5 separate regions of the Mus musculus genome follow, and all the other regions are linked to region 3. The links are chromatin contacts, called in public HiChIP or PLAC-seq maps. All regions are on one chromosome and are shown on one strand. Each heading gives the region's core, a stretch centred on a gene start, on an enhancer-like site or on the middle of the called end of the contact. The rest is flanking DNA. Distances are from core to core; before and after follow the strand shown. Region 1 overlaps Snx29 (sorting nexin 29). Region 2 overlaps Snx29 (sorting nexin 29). Region 3 holds the start of Cpped1 (calcineurin-like phosphoesterase domain containing 1). Region 4 overlaps Snx29 (sorting nexin 29). Region 5 holds the start of 4833415N18Rik (RIKEN cDNA 4833415N18 gene).

The links. HiChIP or PLAC-seq counts read pairs in DNA pulled down with a chosen protein or histone mark.
Region 1: a contact with region 3 is called in an H3K4me3 HiChIP or PLAC-seq map of bone marrow-derived macrophages, with 3 times the contacts expected there. The contact joins the enhancer-like site here to the promoter of Cpped1 in region 3. A contact is called at or near these places in 6 of 39 promoter capture datasets (the C10 cell line, frontonasal cranial neural crest, hematopoietic stem and progenitor cells and 2 more), 1 of 484 Hi-C or Micro-C datasets (reprogramming fibroblasts), 4 of 115 datasets of contacts at active chromatin or transcription factors (bone marrow-derived macrophages, embryonic stem cells, microglia and 1 more) and 2 of 9 other capture datasets (embryonic stem cells and liver).
Region 2: an H3K4me3 HiChIP or PLAC-seq map of bone marrow-derived macrophages shows a contact between it and region 3, with 4 times the contacts expected there. The contact joins the enhancer-like site here to the promoter of Cpped1 in region 3. A contact is called at or near these places in 6 of 39 promoter capture datasets (the C10 cell line, the HPC-7 cell line, hippocampal neurons and 2 more), 1 of 15 datasets of contacts at CTCF or cohesin (the NIH/3T3 cell line), 7 of 484 Hi-C or Micro-C datasets (the C10 cell line, CD4 T cells, the N1E-115 cell line and 4 more), 9 of 115 datasets of contacts at active chromatin or transcription factors (the NIH/3T3 cell line, bone marrow-derived macrophages, embryonic forebrain and 4 more) and 4 of 9 other capture datasets (adipose tissue, embryonic stem cells, liver and 1 more).
Region 4: an H3K4me3 HiChIP or PLAC-seq map of bone marrow-derived macrophages shows a contact between it and region 3, with 3 times the contacts expected there. The contact joins the enhancer-like site here to the promoter of Cpped1 in region 3. A contact is called at or near these places in 6 of 39 promoter capture datasets (the C10 cell line, frontonasal cranial neural crest, hippocampal neurons and 3 more), 1 of 15 datasets of contacts at CTCF or cohesin (the NIH/3T3 cell line), 1 of 484 Hi-C or Micro-C datasets (the N1E-115 cell line), 8 of 115 datasets of contacts at active chromatin or transcription factors (the 230-238 cell line, the NIH/3T3 cell line, bone marrow-derived macrophages and 4 more) and 3 of 9 other capture datasets (adipose tissue, embryonic stem cells and pancreatic islet).
Region 5: a contact with region 3 is called in a FOXA1 HiChIP or PLAC-seq map of pancreatic cancer cells. The contact joins the promoter of 4833415N18Rik here to the promoter of Cpped1 in region 3. A contact is called at or near these places in 4 of 39 promoter capture datasets (the HPC-7 cell line, epiblast stem cells, hippocampal neurons and 1 more), 1 of 484 Hi-C or Micro-C datasets (Sertoli cells) and 3 of 115 datasets of contacts at active chromatin or transcription factors (bone marrow-derived macrophages and pancreatic cancer cells).

Annotation. Positions count from the first base shown.
Region 1 is chr16:11,675,437-11,678,136 of GRCm38.p6, reverse strand. The region is part of intron 18 of Snx29 (sorting nexin 29); the gene reads right to left. Among named protein-coding and RNA genes, the nearest start is that of Gm32100, 93 kb to the right of the region's middle. Within about 2 kb of position 1,321, at least 45 of the 459 cell types and tissues checked have an H3K27ac peak or open chromatin away from gene starts, as enhancers often do. A contact at or near this core is called in bone marrow-derived macrophages and microglia, where this site is marked.
Region 2 is chr16:11,708,195-11,710,894 of GRCm38.p6, reverse strand. All of the region lies in intron 18 of Snx29 (sorting nexin 29), which reads right to left. Among named protein-coding and RNA genes, the nearest start is that of 4833415N18Rik, 70 kb to the left of the region's middle. Within about 2 kb of position 1,289, at least 19 of the 459 cell types and tissues checked have an H3K27ac peak or open chromatin away from gene starts, as enhancers often do. A contact at or near this core is called in the N1E-115 cell line, bone marrow-derived macrophages and microglia, where this site is marked.
Region 3 is chr16:11,907,981-11,910,680 of GRCm38.p6, reverse strand. Cpped1 (calcineurin-like phosphoesterase domain containing 1) reads left to right here and starts at 1,258. Exons shown (of 4, transcript NM_146067.3): 1 at 1,258-1,415. The coding sequence starts at 1,346. All of the region lies in intron 2 of Gm9961 (predicted gene 9961), which reads right to left.
Region 4 is chr16:11,727,926-11,730,625 of GRCm38.p6, reverse strand. The region is part of intron 19 of Snx29 (sorting nexin 29); the gene reads right to left. Among named protein-coding and RNA genes, the nearest start is that of 4833415N18Rik, 50 kb to the left of the region's middle. Within about 2 kb of position 1,310, at least 41 of the 459 cell types and tissues checked have an H3K27ac peak or open chromatin away from gene starts, as enhancers often do. A contact at or near this core is called in the N1E-115 cell line and bone marrow-derived macrophages, where this site is marked.
Region 5 is chr16:11,778,286-11,780,985 of GRCm38.p6, reverse strand. 4833415N18Rik (RIKEN cDNA 4833415N18 gene) reads right to left here and starts at 1,284. Exons shown (of 2, transcript NR_126430.1): 1 at 1,139-1,284; 2 at 1-338.

The sequences.
Region 1 (2,700 bases), core at 72-2,571, 230 kb after region 3:
TGCCTTCCAGAGCTGCAGATGTGCCTTCCAGAGCCGCAGATGTGCCTTCCAGAGCCGCAGATGTGCCTTCCAGAGCCCAGAGCCACAGATGTGCCTTCCAGAGCCACAGATGTGCCTTCCAGAGCCCAGAGCCACAGATGTGCCTTCCAGAGCCCAGAGCCACAGATGTGCCTTCCAGAGCCACAGATGTGCCTTCCAGAGCCGCAGATGTGCCTTCCAGAGCCGCAGATGTGCCTTCCAGAGCCGCAGATGTGCCTTCCAGAGCCACAGATGTGCCTTCCAGAGCCCAGAGCCACAGATGTGCCTTCCAGAGCCACAGATGTGCCTTCCAGAGCCCAGAGCCACAGATGTGCCTTCCAGAGCCCAGAGCCACAGATGTGCCTTCCAGAGCCACAGATGTGCCTTCCAGAGCCGCAGATGTGCCTTCCAGAGCCGCAGATGTGCCTTCCAGAGCCGCAGATGTGCCTTCCAGAGCCACAGATGTGCCTTCCAGAGCCGCAGATGTGCCTTCCGGAGCCCAGAGCCGCAGGGTCACTGCTATCATAATCATTACTCTGGTTTCTTGAGACAGATCTCACCATGTAGCTGGCCAGCCTGAAACTGCTGTGCAGCCCCACCGGCCTTGAACTTAGAGACTTCCTGCCTCAGTCTACTGAAGTACTGGGATAAGCGAGTGCCCCTACATCAGACTCACAGTTATAATGACCCTGCAAAATCAGTGGCACTGTTCCAATTATGTGCATGAAGAAAACAGGCACATTTAATATGTAAATGTGTTTGCTGCCAAGACTGAGGGTCCACACAGTGGAAGGAGGGAACTGACTGGAACTCCTCTGGCCTCCACATGCACACCAGGGTACATACTGCACACATGGGGATAAACGTGTGCAGTCATTTTAAGCATCAATAAATAAATTGCCCACTGTGACAGGGTTGGGGGGGGTGTCTCTCTTCTCCAGAACTCTGACTTTCTAAAATATCACACAGCAGCCCGGTCCCCAAGCCACAAATTTATCTATAGGGAAGAAAGGAGGGAAAAAACCAGACTGGGCATGAAAGTCGTTATGGCTCCCAGAAATGTTCATGACAGTAAGAATGCAGAATAAAATGCACAAGGAAGGAATTGTGCCCCCATCACCCAGCTGTGCTACACACACTGGCAGTGGTGACCTGGACATGAGGTGCAGCATGGTGAGCCAATTTCTATGTTAAGAAGGGTGCACATTTTCACAGGTGAGGGAGACCATCTCAGGAGGAGAATGTAGAAAAGGCCTGCAGGCTCTCACTGCAGTGCTGTCTTTGTAGGGAACTGAGTTCTTTCTGGTCCTCTAACTTCCCAATTTCTGTATGACAACCACACACTAATTTTGACAGTTTTAACTTTTGTCTGTCTTTTCTTCTTTTTGAGAAATTGTCTGCTGCCAGCAAGGGCTGCACCCTACCTGACTTCCACGCTGGGAACAGGCACTGCTGGGGGCTGATTAAGGCTAATCCAAGACTTTCAAATGTCCAAATGGTCTCTGTTGATTTTTTTTTTGAAGTGACTAATTTCCTTTTCTATTAAACTTATTTGCAGCTTAAAACCTTGTTTTGATTATGTGTTTGGTGTAGAGGCAAGGCTGCATTTGCAAGATGGTGCTGAGGAAGGGAGGGGGTTAGACTTGTGTGAGAAAGGGAAAGAAACCTGAATATTCAACAGTGCATATTAAACTCAATTCCCTCCTCCACTGCCATTCACAGCCCCTCCCACGTGCATGCCTGTACTTCACCTGGTAGGGAGCAGCTGCAGGGGCTACACTGTGGCTAACTACTGGACTGGAGCGACACAATATCATAGGCCTGATTTTCCTGAGCCACTGCTATGAGAATCAATGGGCTCCTTCCAGGCCATTAAGCCGCTTTCAGGAGGACACGTGTCCATGTGTCAGCAGAGTCACTTGATGCTGCATCAGCAAGCCCTTAGGACCTCTTCCCTTTTCTTCATTGTGGTTGGTTCTGCTTTTCATGACTGTGAGCATAGATTGGTACTTGTATTTCCCTTCATTATGGAGCACAACAAGTATGACCAAAGCTTTGCCAAGATCACATTTCCTGCTTAATTAAACACCATGATCAACTGAGCAGAGATTCACATAGTGAATCTTGCAGTAAAGGTATTCTCACCTTTCATTAAATGATTAATTAAATTGATTGAATTAGTTAATTGATTTAGGGACAAAGTCTCACTTTTTAGGCCATGTGGTTCTGAAACTTACTATGTAGTTCAGATTAGCCTAGAACTCATGGCAATCCTCCTGTGTCAGTGTCAGCCTTAGTGCTGGGAATACAGCTACCATTCTGAGCTGCTTAGTATCTTGCTTCCTTTATTATTCTTTTTGATTAAAAAAAGGTAACTAGTTTGAGGATAAAGTAAGAAAATAAAGTTGAGTATCCTCAAACTAGTTACTTTTTTTTTAAACAAAAAATAGAACAGATAGGAATCAAAATATTTCCTCTGATTAGTGAAATATTTTGGTTCCTATCTGTTGTAAACTTAAATATCATACTGCTTTTTTAAAAGCCTGTTTAGCTTCTAACATTTAAAAGGAGGCGGTTTTAACATTCAAATCCAGGCTGTTATTAAAATGAGAACTCATTCTGTGTGACTCAGGCAGTCTGAAGTCCCATGTGCTGACAGTTGGTCACCCTGAGAAGCCAAAT
Region 2 (2,700 bases), core at 40-2,539, 200 kb after region 3:
TCAGTGAACAACTGGTCATACACACAGTGGATGAGGGCAGGATAGGCAGGGAAAGAGATTTAAGATCTGCAAGCTCATTTTGGCAGGTAGAAGTTCCAGGTCAAATGCCTGCCAAGCACAACACAGGACTCATTAGCCCAAAGTATGAGGGACATCAGGCAGGTTGGCAGAGACACGGAGCACAAAGCTATACACAGGAAAGGCCTGGGCCATCCTAGCTGCTCCCCAGTATACTTACTTTAACACAAAGCATGGTCCCTCGCCCTGAAACTCAGTTCCTTCCCCTGCAGAATGGGGTGGAGCCTGGCCTCACTGGGTGATCCTGAGATGCCATGCCTAACAGGCACAGTGAGCAATGGCAGCTGCAGATATGGCAAGCCCTGTCACCTCCGTCATCCACTGCCTTTGTGTACATGAACTTCCCTATTACAGAATTAGGGGTAATTATAGGATGTGCAATCACGAAATTAAAGCAGGTAATTACCATGCCTAATTAATTGTCAAATGCTAGGCATACAAGAGAATACAAACAGAAAGCGTTGCTGTGGATAGGGCAATACTAGGTGCCCTCTGCTTGCAGAAAGCTCATTGGTAACACCAGAGGTCAGAACCTGACCCCCCTGGGTGGGTTTGCAAGCACTAAAATAAACCCAGGATGCACACTGGGCTCTGACTCAGCCTGAGCGGGGTACCCTCTGTGCTGGCTGCAGGCCAACAAGGCATTTATACAACCCTGTCACCAACACACCCAGACTCCCAAACCAGAGAGCTATTTCAGGAAGGGGACCTCTTAGGGATAACTTAATGGCTGCTGTAAACCCTGACAAGGAATAGACTATAGAGTCTGGCCCACATGCAACAAGAATTCACAAATATAAACAGTGGGTTTGCAAGCAAACCACCATGCTGCCTCTGCTTGCTAGCAGCCACTAAACACCTCCCTTGTTACTCAGCTTCTGCCCCACATGAAGTCCTGACCCCAGAAGCAAATGTTAGCCCTGTACGGTGTTGTTCTTTCCTCTCCTTGGTTCTGGGGATTTAGCTTGGGGCCTCAGCCATGCTAAGCAAGTGGCAACCAATGTGGCACACCCCAGCCATTACTTTCATTTCTTATTTTCAGAGATCTCATTCTGTAGTTCAGGCTGGCCTTGAACTTGTGATTTTCCTGCCTCAGCTCCTCCTCACCCCCACCCCCAAGTATATGGGATGACAGGTCTACACTACCAAGCCCAGAGCACGAAAAACAGGTCCAGAGAAACATAGGTCTTGTTTCTCTTAGAAAATGCAAGTCTGACTCTCACTTCCTGGAACTCGTGGACAATGGCATATGGCTCCAGACATATTGCATAAGAAGTTCTCTAAAGCTCAGTGATTTTCTTTGTTTTAAAGTGAAGCCAAGGAACAAACAAGTAAGACTTGTAAGCACCATTACATGATACAAAGGGCAGAGGAGACCAAGCTCAGAGCTCCTGATGTAGGAACGGCCGGGAGCCACACCATATTCATGCAGAGGAAAGCAGAGACAGCTGACACTGATGTGAGGGCTCTCACATGCAAAACAATCAGATGGCATTAGACACTCTTCAAAACGGCTTGAGGTTCCTAATACATTTTATTTCCTTAATAGGCAATGAGTAAGATGATTTGTGTTTTGGTTCACAGCCTATGTTAATGTATCCTCGCTCAACTTTCCTTTTAATGAAATGGCTTCATGTGTTATTAACTGTAATGTCCTTGGTGCTAGAACAAAATGCCCAAATTACCATAGGACCACACTGATGGAGTGATATTATCACCGTCAAATGCTGCAGAAGATAAACAACTTAGCTCAGGACAAATGACTTTCCAGTTCACTGGGTTATGTAAGCGAGAGAGACAAGAAGAGGAAGAGATGGAGACATGTTAGTTATTTACTGAGGACTGCCAGCACCATCCCACAGGTCTGTGACAGAGGTACAGAGGAGGCCTGGGAAGTAGAAGGGGCCAGCACAGTCTCTCAGAGGGAGAAGTGCAGTGCCCAGTTCTACACACTATACTCTAAATAGACACTCAGCACCATCTGAATGTCACATCAGAATGTCTTGGCCAATGGTTCCCAAAGAGTGGTCTTCCTGCTGGCTTGTTGGCTCACCTTTGGAGGGGACCAGATTTGAAAACACTGTGTTTCAGTCATGTGCCCTCCCTACCTTTTAGACCCGATTCACATCAGGTCTCTTTCCCTGGTAGCAATCAGGTATTACTAGCTCAGAGACAGCCAAATGGCTATTTCTATCCCCCTTATAGATAGGCACTAGGGATCCAGAAAGAATTAAGCCAGACTTCACCCCTGGCCTCAGAAAATTAGTTGGCCTGCCCAAAAAGGTGCAAAGAACCCTGATGAATTCAACTGGGAAAGAACTGGAGGGGAGGGACATGGTGTCTCCAGCTAGGTGAGGAATATGAATGCAGGAAATCAGCTGAGGGGTGTTTGGCTTAGAACAAAGGTCTAGGGGTAGTGTTGAATGTCTGTGTTGAGGCATGGTGACTTGAGCTCAAGGCCAATGGTTGACTGCACAGGGGAAAAACAAAAGGCTGAAGAGATGACTCAGTCAGTAAAGTACTTGCTTCTTAAGTAAACAGACCTTAACTCAAGCCCAGAACCCATGTAGAAGGGCAAGGCGTCACTGTCAGCGACAAGTGCCATCTTACAGATGTACAAAA
Region 3 (2,700 bases), core at 9-2,508:
CTTACCCCTTCCCCTTGCCCAGTATTAGATTTTCACAGATGTCTCAGCTTTTGGCTACACTCTCCCACAGATAAGCTTTCTCCTCCACCACACCTAGGGGGAATTCATATCCTTTCCCTTCCTTTTTATTTCTTTTTCTTTCGTTCACAACTAGCTGGGGACAACTTCCAACATGAGCCTACGGGAGACATCTTATGTGCAAATTACAACATCATCTAACTTTCTCACCAACCCAATAACCCTAGGTATTGTTATTGTTCTCATTTGACAGGTAGGAAAACTGAGGTGCAGAGCAACTAATTTTTAAGATCATACCTAAAGTAAGTGGTAGTATTAGGATAAACCCAAGTAGCTGAGACACAAGCTCATTTGTATTTCTGTCCTAAATTGCTAGGACTTATATCTGACTCTAGTTCAAGGTCATGGGACATCATCCTAGCTCTGTTAACCATACGAACATTTCAGGCTTACACTTGTTGAGAAGAAAATTTAGCAACTTGGCAGATCCTAGGAATTCCCCTGTAGTGCTTAATAAATGTATCCTCTTTTTGGAGATCTGAATTTAACATTTTCCACCTCGAAATCTGGATTGCTACCAAGTGTGAGGGTTGTAGTCCAGTGTAACGGCTTTTGAGTTGGATAGATTTTGTCTTGCTCACCTGCAGCTCTTAGCTTTCAGGAGTTGTGTCTCTCTCTGAGTGTCAGTTTCCCCATCTGACAAGTGCAGTCAATGAGGTAACAAGCAAAACACAAAGTACTTCGGGCAATGCCTGTTACCCAGCAACAACAGTGACAGAATGACAGTGGCAATGTCCAGGCAGTCAAGATGCCTTAAAGACTCTTGAGATTATGGTGGGCAGTTTGGAAGGGTTGCAACATAAAACTTAGGACATCAAATTGAAATGGAATTTCAGATAAACAATATTTTAAAAATAACTGCTTAAGTATCTCCCAAATACTGCATGAGATATATTTAAGCTAAACGTGGGTTTTGTTGGGTTTTTTTGTTTGTTTGTTTTTGTTTTGTTTTTTCCTATTCTTGTTAACCTGAAATCCCAAATTATGAAGCGGCCCGATGCGTGTTACATAAGACAACTCCAGGCCTCAAAGCCTCAACCCCCAGTCTGTTCCAGTGAAAGTTGGATCCTGACCCCGGGAGGATCCCACTAGGGGTGGCAATCTCCGTGTTCTGCCCAGGCAGTACTAGCAGCACCCAGAGCGGCCCCGCCCCGCCCGGCCCTCCTGGAGGGCAGGTTCCAGAAGCTGTTCCAGGCGGGGCTGCCGGGTGGTGTGGAGTCGCTCCCTCCTCTCACAGAACGTGCCCAGGCAAGGCCAGTCGCTCGCCATGTCCGCTATGGAGGCGGCGGATGTTTTCCACAGAGCCCGGGGCAGGACCCTGGACGCGTTTTCCTCAGGTACTGCTTGGCTCTTCGCCTGGGAAGGGGGGCACTCCAGAGCTGCAGAACCTTCCGCGAGGGGAACCTTCCGGTCGCGGGCGCTCACTTCTATCCGGATCCCTTCGTGGGTTGCACACAGCACCGGGGACCGTTGTCGGAGTTGTTCCTCCCTCGCAGTGTTGGGTGCTTCGCTGGCCTTGACTTGACCTTGCAAACCACAAACTTAAAAAATAAAGCAAACAAACTAAACAGAAGCGGGGCGGAGGTGGCAGAGAAGTGAATGACTGCTTGGGCTCTGCTACGGGGCCTGTCTTCTCTCTTCCTTGGCAAGCTTCTGCGGGGCAGCTGACAAGCGCTGTGTGTGTCAGGGGCTGTCAATTGTAGTGAGAGTGTTTTTATATCCAGTTGCTTACTGTAACCGTAGAAAGGGAAGGCATTCTGGTCCAGGTAGCGTTCTTGGAAGTTGGGCTTAGATAATCTGACCCAGTCTTGCCTCAAAGGGAGCGTTGTTAACACATCAGACTATTTCTGTAACCTTGGGTGTGGAACACATGCTGGGTGTTAAGCAAATGATAGGCCCCAGCAACTCAGAGGATACCGGATTGGTTCCTGTTTCCCTGTGTTTCCTTTGGATCTTTGGGGTTGATTCTTCTCTGGCACTTGGCTTAGAATCACAGGAACGCTCGCCTTGTTATCCAGCCTCTAATTTGCCTGAACTGCTCTGAAAAAAGAATCAGGCCCGTTCCAAACCCGGAGGGCCTTGGCACCTGCTCTCCTCTGCTCACCTGGTGGGACTTGGAAGTCTGGCACCTTCTCAGCCTTCACATCCTATTTTCAGGTTCATTTCCTCAGACTTACCTCTGCCTAGCTAGCCAAAGAAGATCAATCCTACAGTTCTCTGCTAGGCCTTTGTTTCTTTTCCCCTCCTTGCAGTTCAAGGTTCTGCACAGGTGCGCACAGCCAAAAATCCACTGATGGTGGACTGGGGAAAGTCCAGTCTGCAGTGTTGCCATTTTCTACAGATTTTAATGTGTCTTAGGTTTTTGTTTGTTTGTTTTCCCAGCCTACATGTTTTTGAGATGCCTCCTATTCTAAGTAGTTCTCCTTCCTTCCTTCCTTCTGAACAGTATCCCATTGATTGCGCATTCGTGCTGTATGTTTTGTTAATGGATGTGCTGAGTTTTACCAACTTGGTGTCTTTCTTGTCTTTGCTTCTCCAGATTTCTCTTTGCCACAGTGCTCTAGGAGCGACTGCTTGCAGGAATGAACTCTTTGTCCTGATCCTTAGATTGGCAGGAGAGCT
Region 4 (2,700 bases), core at 61-2,560, 180 kb after region 3:
GACCTAGAGCCTGCCACTCCGTATCCTGGAATACAGCTTCTCACATCACAGACACGGAGACTGGTGAGCAGGCAGAGAGCACCCTAGTTAGGTTCTGATAGATGAGCCCTGGCAAATGCTGCTTGGGATAGAAAGAAATGGAAGATCTGAGATAATGCCATAACCCCCAACATCATCTTCATACACCGTTTGAGGGGAAAGCCAGAGGCTCAGTGTCTGGAAAGATGCTCTACCCTGGACCCACTCCTTTTCTCAGATTCAGAGATGACAGATTGTAGCCCTGGGGCTGGGCAGCACAGGGACAGAACAGTCAGGAAAGAGTTTGGACATGCAAAGCAGTACTCCAAAAGAATCAGTGGTATGTGTTAACCATGAAAATCAACCAGACAGACAGAATGGAAAGCATGACTGTTCCAGGACGGGAACTAGGAACCCAACTGCATGGGAGTGTAGGACACTACTCAACAGGCGACCCGTCATCTCAACTCACCCTTACAGCAGCTTTATGAAGGCACGAGCTTCCCATACTGCACAGGAAGACACTGAGACTCTGGGGGATCAAGTGTCTCCTCCAAGTTACACAGCTGAGATTAATAGTGAAGGCCATGTGTCTGACTTCAACAGCTGCCTGCCTTGAACCAATGTACTGACACCAGAGATCTACAGCTCTGACAAGAACAGAAATAAACCAACTGGCCCCATGGTTCATGCAGAGTGAATCACACGCCCCAGTTCAAACACTATCACCTTGTCTGGAGGAAGGAGAGTCACAGAGGTTCTGGAAGCTTGTTCTGCCCTGGGGTAATTTGGATATGGTGATCTGTCTGCCCCAGGCAGAAACCAGTGTGCAATATCTCTTGTATCTTCCCACTCCCCTTCAGAAATTGTCACATGCTAAACCCTTGGGGGACAACAATGGAGCCACAGGAAAACATGATTAAAGGCCCTGCTTTGGTTGCTGAGGACCATGGTGGATATCCTTAAACTTGCTTTCTCTTAAGTACTTGAGAGTCCCCTGTTTTTACTGAACTTAGAGAGTCCAAGACACCTCTTCAAGATAAGAGGAGACCTAGATAAATAAAAGCAGGCATGGCAGCTCTTGGATCCTGTTGAGAGTTTCTGCATCACTCCATGTGCCATGATGATGGTTTGAATAAGAATGCCCCCCCTAGACCATGTGCCATGATGAGGGTTTGAATAAGAATGCCCCCTAGATCCATTGGTACAAATGCTTAGGGAGTGGCACTCTTTGAAAGGATTAGTTGTGGCCTAGTTAGAGGAAGTGTGTCACTGGGGGTCGGTTTGAGGTTTTAGAAGCCCAAGTTAGGCCTCTTCCTGCTGCCCGTGGAAATGGATGTAAGACTCTCAGCTCCTTCTCCAGCACCTTCTCGGCCTGCGTGCCGACATGTTTCCTGCAGTGCTGATAAAGGACTAAACCTCTGGAACTGTAAGCCAGCTCCAATTAAATGCTTTTCTTTATACGAGCTGCTGTGGTCACTGTGTCTCTTCACAGCAATAGAACACTGACTCACACACACACACCCACACCCACACACACACACACATTTATTTAGTTATTTAATAGTAGTCACTTTCTTATCGCAAAATCAGGGCTCTGACTCAGGTCCTCGCATGCTGTGCAAACCCTCTACCACCAAGCTCCAGCCCCAGACCCAAGAGCCTCCAGTTCAACAGATAACTTTTCAGTCTAATTCCTGCAGGCCCTACACTCACTCTTCCCCACCATGACGTTGCTGAAGCAACATTATGATCCCTTAAACAGCTTTCACTTCCTGTGTTCAGCCCACACTGTTAGAAGAAGGCATACCTGCTCTTGGAATGGGCTGGGCACACATGTCAGGCCCAGATGTTGGAGCATCCATGATCTGCTCATGGTGACCACCCCAGTTATGGGTTCATGTGTCATAGAAATATTTAACACCAATCTGGGGTTTTTAGCCCACCTTTAACCATTTAGTGACCCTGAGGTCTGGGGTGGGGACACAGTCAGGGTACTGCATGGCCATAGTAGAGCCCATCAGAGCAATGATTTTTAAGTCATGGAACATCTATGCAGGAACAAACAGAAAGCCCTTCCTATTGAACATATTCCCTGGAGCTATGACAGCACTTACAAGGGCCTTTGTGTTGATTCATTAATCGCAAGGTCTACTGGCTGGTCTCATGTTCACAGCAACTGCAAACTCATAAACTTAAGGATACAAGACAGTAGCTGAAGCTGCTCTGGGATCTGGCAAATGCCTGTGACTTACAGTGATGAACGAGTCCCAGGAGCCACAACTGTTGTCAGGTGTCACCACACAAGTCCTTGGGTAAAGTTCACTGTATCCAGAGAGTAACTGCTTTGATTGGAATGCAAGATATCCCTCACAGGCCCTTGTATCAGGCCCGTGGCTCCCAGCTGTTTGGGGATGCTGTAGAAGCTTTCAGAGGTGGGATCCAGCTGGAGGAAGTAGGTTAGTGGGTCAGGTCTTTGGGATTACAGGTTACTTACCCTGCTTATTGCATGTCTGCTCTGTAGTCTGCTATGATGGGCAAGCCTCCTTCACACACCTTCCTACCATAAGTTCTGTCCAAAAACGTGGAACCAAGAACACATGGGCTGAGGCTCATTGACTCAGGTGCCCTGATGAACATTCCTCCTTCAGTTATTGATTTCATCAGTGCCATACTGACCAA
Region 5 (2,700 bases), core at 35-2,534, 130 kb after region 3:
GTATTGTCTGGGACCAAGGACGACCACTGCTCAGTGCTCTGAAGACAAATTAAAGAGAACAGAAGAGAAGCCGAGGTGAGACACTGGAAAGTGAGACTGTTGGTTTACTTCCTGTGTCCTGAGAGGCTCACGCGGTGGGCACATTGCTCATAGTCGATCGTATGATGCCCCTGCATCCTATGTCAAATTTCCTCCGCCCTAAAGGTTGCAATGAAAGAGTCTGTTAGTCTGTTTGTGTCTTGAGGATCCAGCTGATTTTCTTCCTTCCTCATCAGTCTTGAGCCTCTTCCATAGCCCTGTGGGTGGCCCTCATCCTCCTGGGAGTCTCATCTCCTCATCTATAAAACATGAACAGAAATAACGACTGCATGGGTTTATGAAACAAGTTAAATAAGATATAGTTCTGCAAGTATAGAAAAACTATTATTATGTATCACCTCTCTTTTGGTAGAAAATAAATTACTTAATAGCAAAGACTATGTGTGTGTGTGTGTCTGTGTCTCTGTGTGTGTGTCTGTGTGTGTGTGTCTGTGTGTGTGTGCGTGTGTGTGTATGTGTGTGTGATTGTGTGTGTGTGTATGTGTGTGTGTGCATCTGTGTGTGTATCTGTGTGTGTGTGTAAATCCCAGGCCATTGCAAGAGTGTCAGAGGAATGAGTGGTGGATACTTGATGAGTTCCTGCCATGGATGAACTTGTATGTAGTACTTCAGGCTCCTAGAGATAGTTAGATATTGTGTGTGTGTGTGTGTGTGTGTGTGTGTGTGTGTGTGTGTGTGCGCGCACATGCACGCATGTGAGGATGCAGAACACATATGATACAACATGCTTGTAGTGCAACTTCAGATGTGGTCTCTTGCCTTTAACCTTGTTGGAGGCAAAGTGTCCTTTTGTTGTTAGCTCTCTTATTCCAAACTAGTTCACCCATGAGCTTCCGAAATCTTCCTGTCTCCTCTTCCCATCTTACTTTAGGAAAATCAAAGATTCAGATTTGCATTGCTGTGTTTGGCTTTTACATAGATTCTGGTGATTCAAATGCAGGTCCTTTCTATTACAGTGTCTTAGGATTTTACTAATATGAACAGACACCATGACTAAAGCAACTCTTATAAGGATAACGTTTAATTGGGGCCGGCTTACAGGTTCAGAGGTTCAGTCCATTATCATCAAGGCAGGAGCATGGCAGTATCCAGGCAGGCATGGTGTAGGAGGAGCTGAGAGTTCTACATCTTCATCTGAAGTCTGCTAGAAGAAGACTGGCTCATGGGCAGCTAGGAGGAGGCTCTCAAAGCCCATCCCACAGACACACGCTTCCTCCAACCAGGCCATACTTCCTAATAGTGCCACTCCCTGGGACAAGCATATTCAAACCATCACACACAGCAAGCAATTTATCCCCTGGGCTGTCTCCTCTGCCCAGATATTACTATCAACTCCTTCTTGCCTGTGAGGAAACCAAGGCTTAGAGGAGGTGTGTGTCCCTCGGAGCCACACAGCTTGCAGTAGCAGCAGGTTTGCAGTTTGCTGTTTCTGCCCTGTGAGCTTCCCCAGCGGCTTTCCCAAGCTTCAGGGCCCCATAACTGCTCTGAATCTGGAAGGCATTGGCAGAGCAGATGGGCTGCCAGGGAGCAGCAGGCTGAGCCTCCTGCCTGCCCTACATCTGCTCCCTGGAAGTCCCTGGAGCTGGAGCTGATGTGGAAACCAGGGACAGGACAGGAACTCTACCTGCCACCTGCTTGGCATGCAAGCCTTTCTTTACAGCAAGGGTTGGTGACAGGAGCCTCCCACGGACGTGCAGATTCCTCTTGCTCACCCAGTTTAATCAGGTGGAGATGCCAAGCCGCAGCATGATCACCTACAGATGCCACATGGGCAGACGCCACCCGTCACCTGCGTATGCCTCAGCCTCTGCTCCCCACTCCACCCAAGGTTCTGGGGCATTGCTTTGCTTGCTGCTGCTTTTATTTTAATTAAAGCAAATGAGTCATCCATGTGGCCAAATGCTCAAACAGCAGCAGAAGATATAGACAGATATAGATGCAGATATAGCCTCAAAGCTCCTTTTGCAATACAGTCCTCCAAGGCCACCTCCCTGAGAGCCGTCACCGCTTCAGTCTCTTAGCCTTCCAGAAAAACTTCATGCATACCCAAATCTAAGAATCTATTTTAAAAGCACAGGCACACACATTTTCCTCTAGTTAATGTGCCATGCTGGGACCTTCTCAGTGTCCCTTGGTGGAGAGAATGCTTCCTGTGCTGCCCCAGGACTGTGTGACGTCGTTTTGTTATTGCCTGGAATGGGTGATGGCCCCACCCAGTGCCTTGGTGAGCACTTCACATAACCTGGATTTGCTTCGGATGCAGGGAGCTTCATAGAAAGCCAGCTCCTGGTGGCAGAATTGTTGGGTCAAATGTTACCTTTACTTTTAATTTCAATAAATGTCAGCAACTTACCACTGGAAATTGTGTAGATTGCCAGGGCAAGTTTCTTCCTGCTCAGTTTCCCGGTGTGGGGTATCCAGCTGTCTTTGAGAGTCTGAACATTCCTTTAGCTCCTGCAGTGTGCCCTCCTCCAGGCACAGCCCCGCCCATGAGTTATAAGTCAGAATCATGAGGCTGGCTGCCAAAAGTGTTTTTAGAAAAAAAATCATGTGGATAATATGAATAATGCACGCTCACATAAGTGATTGAAACAAGTGCCC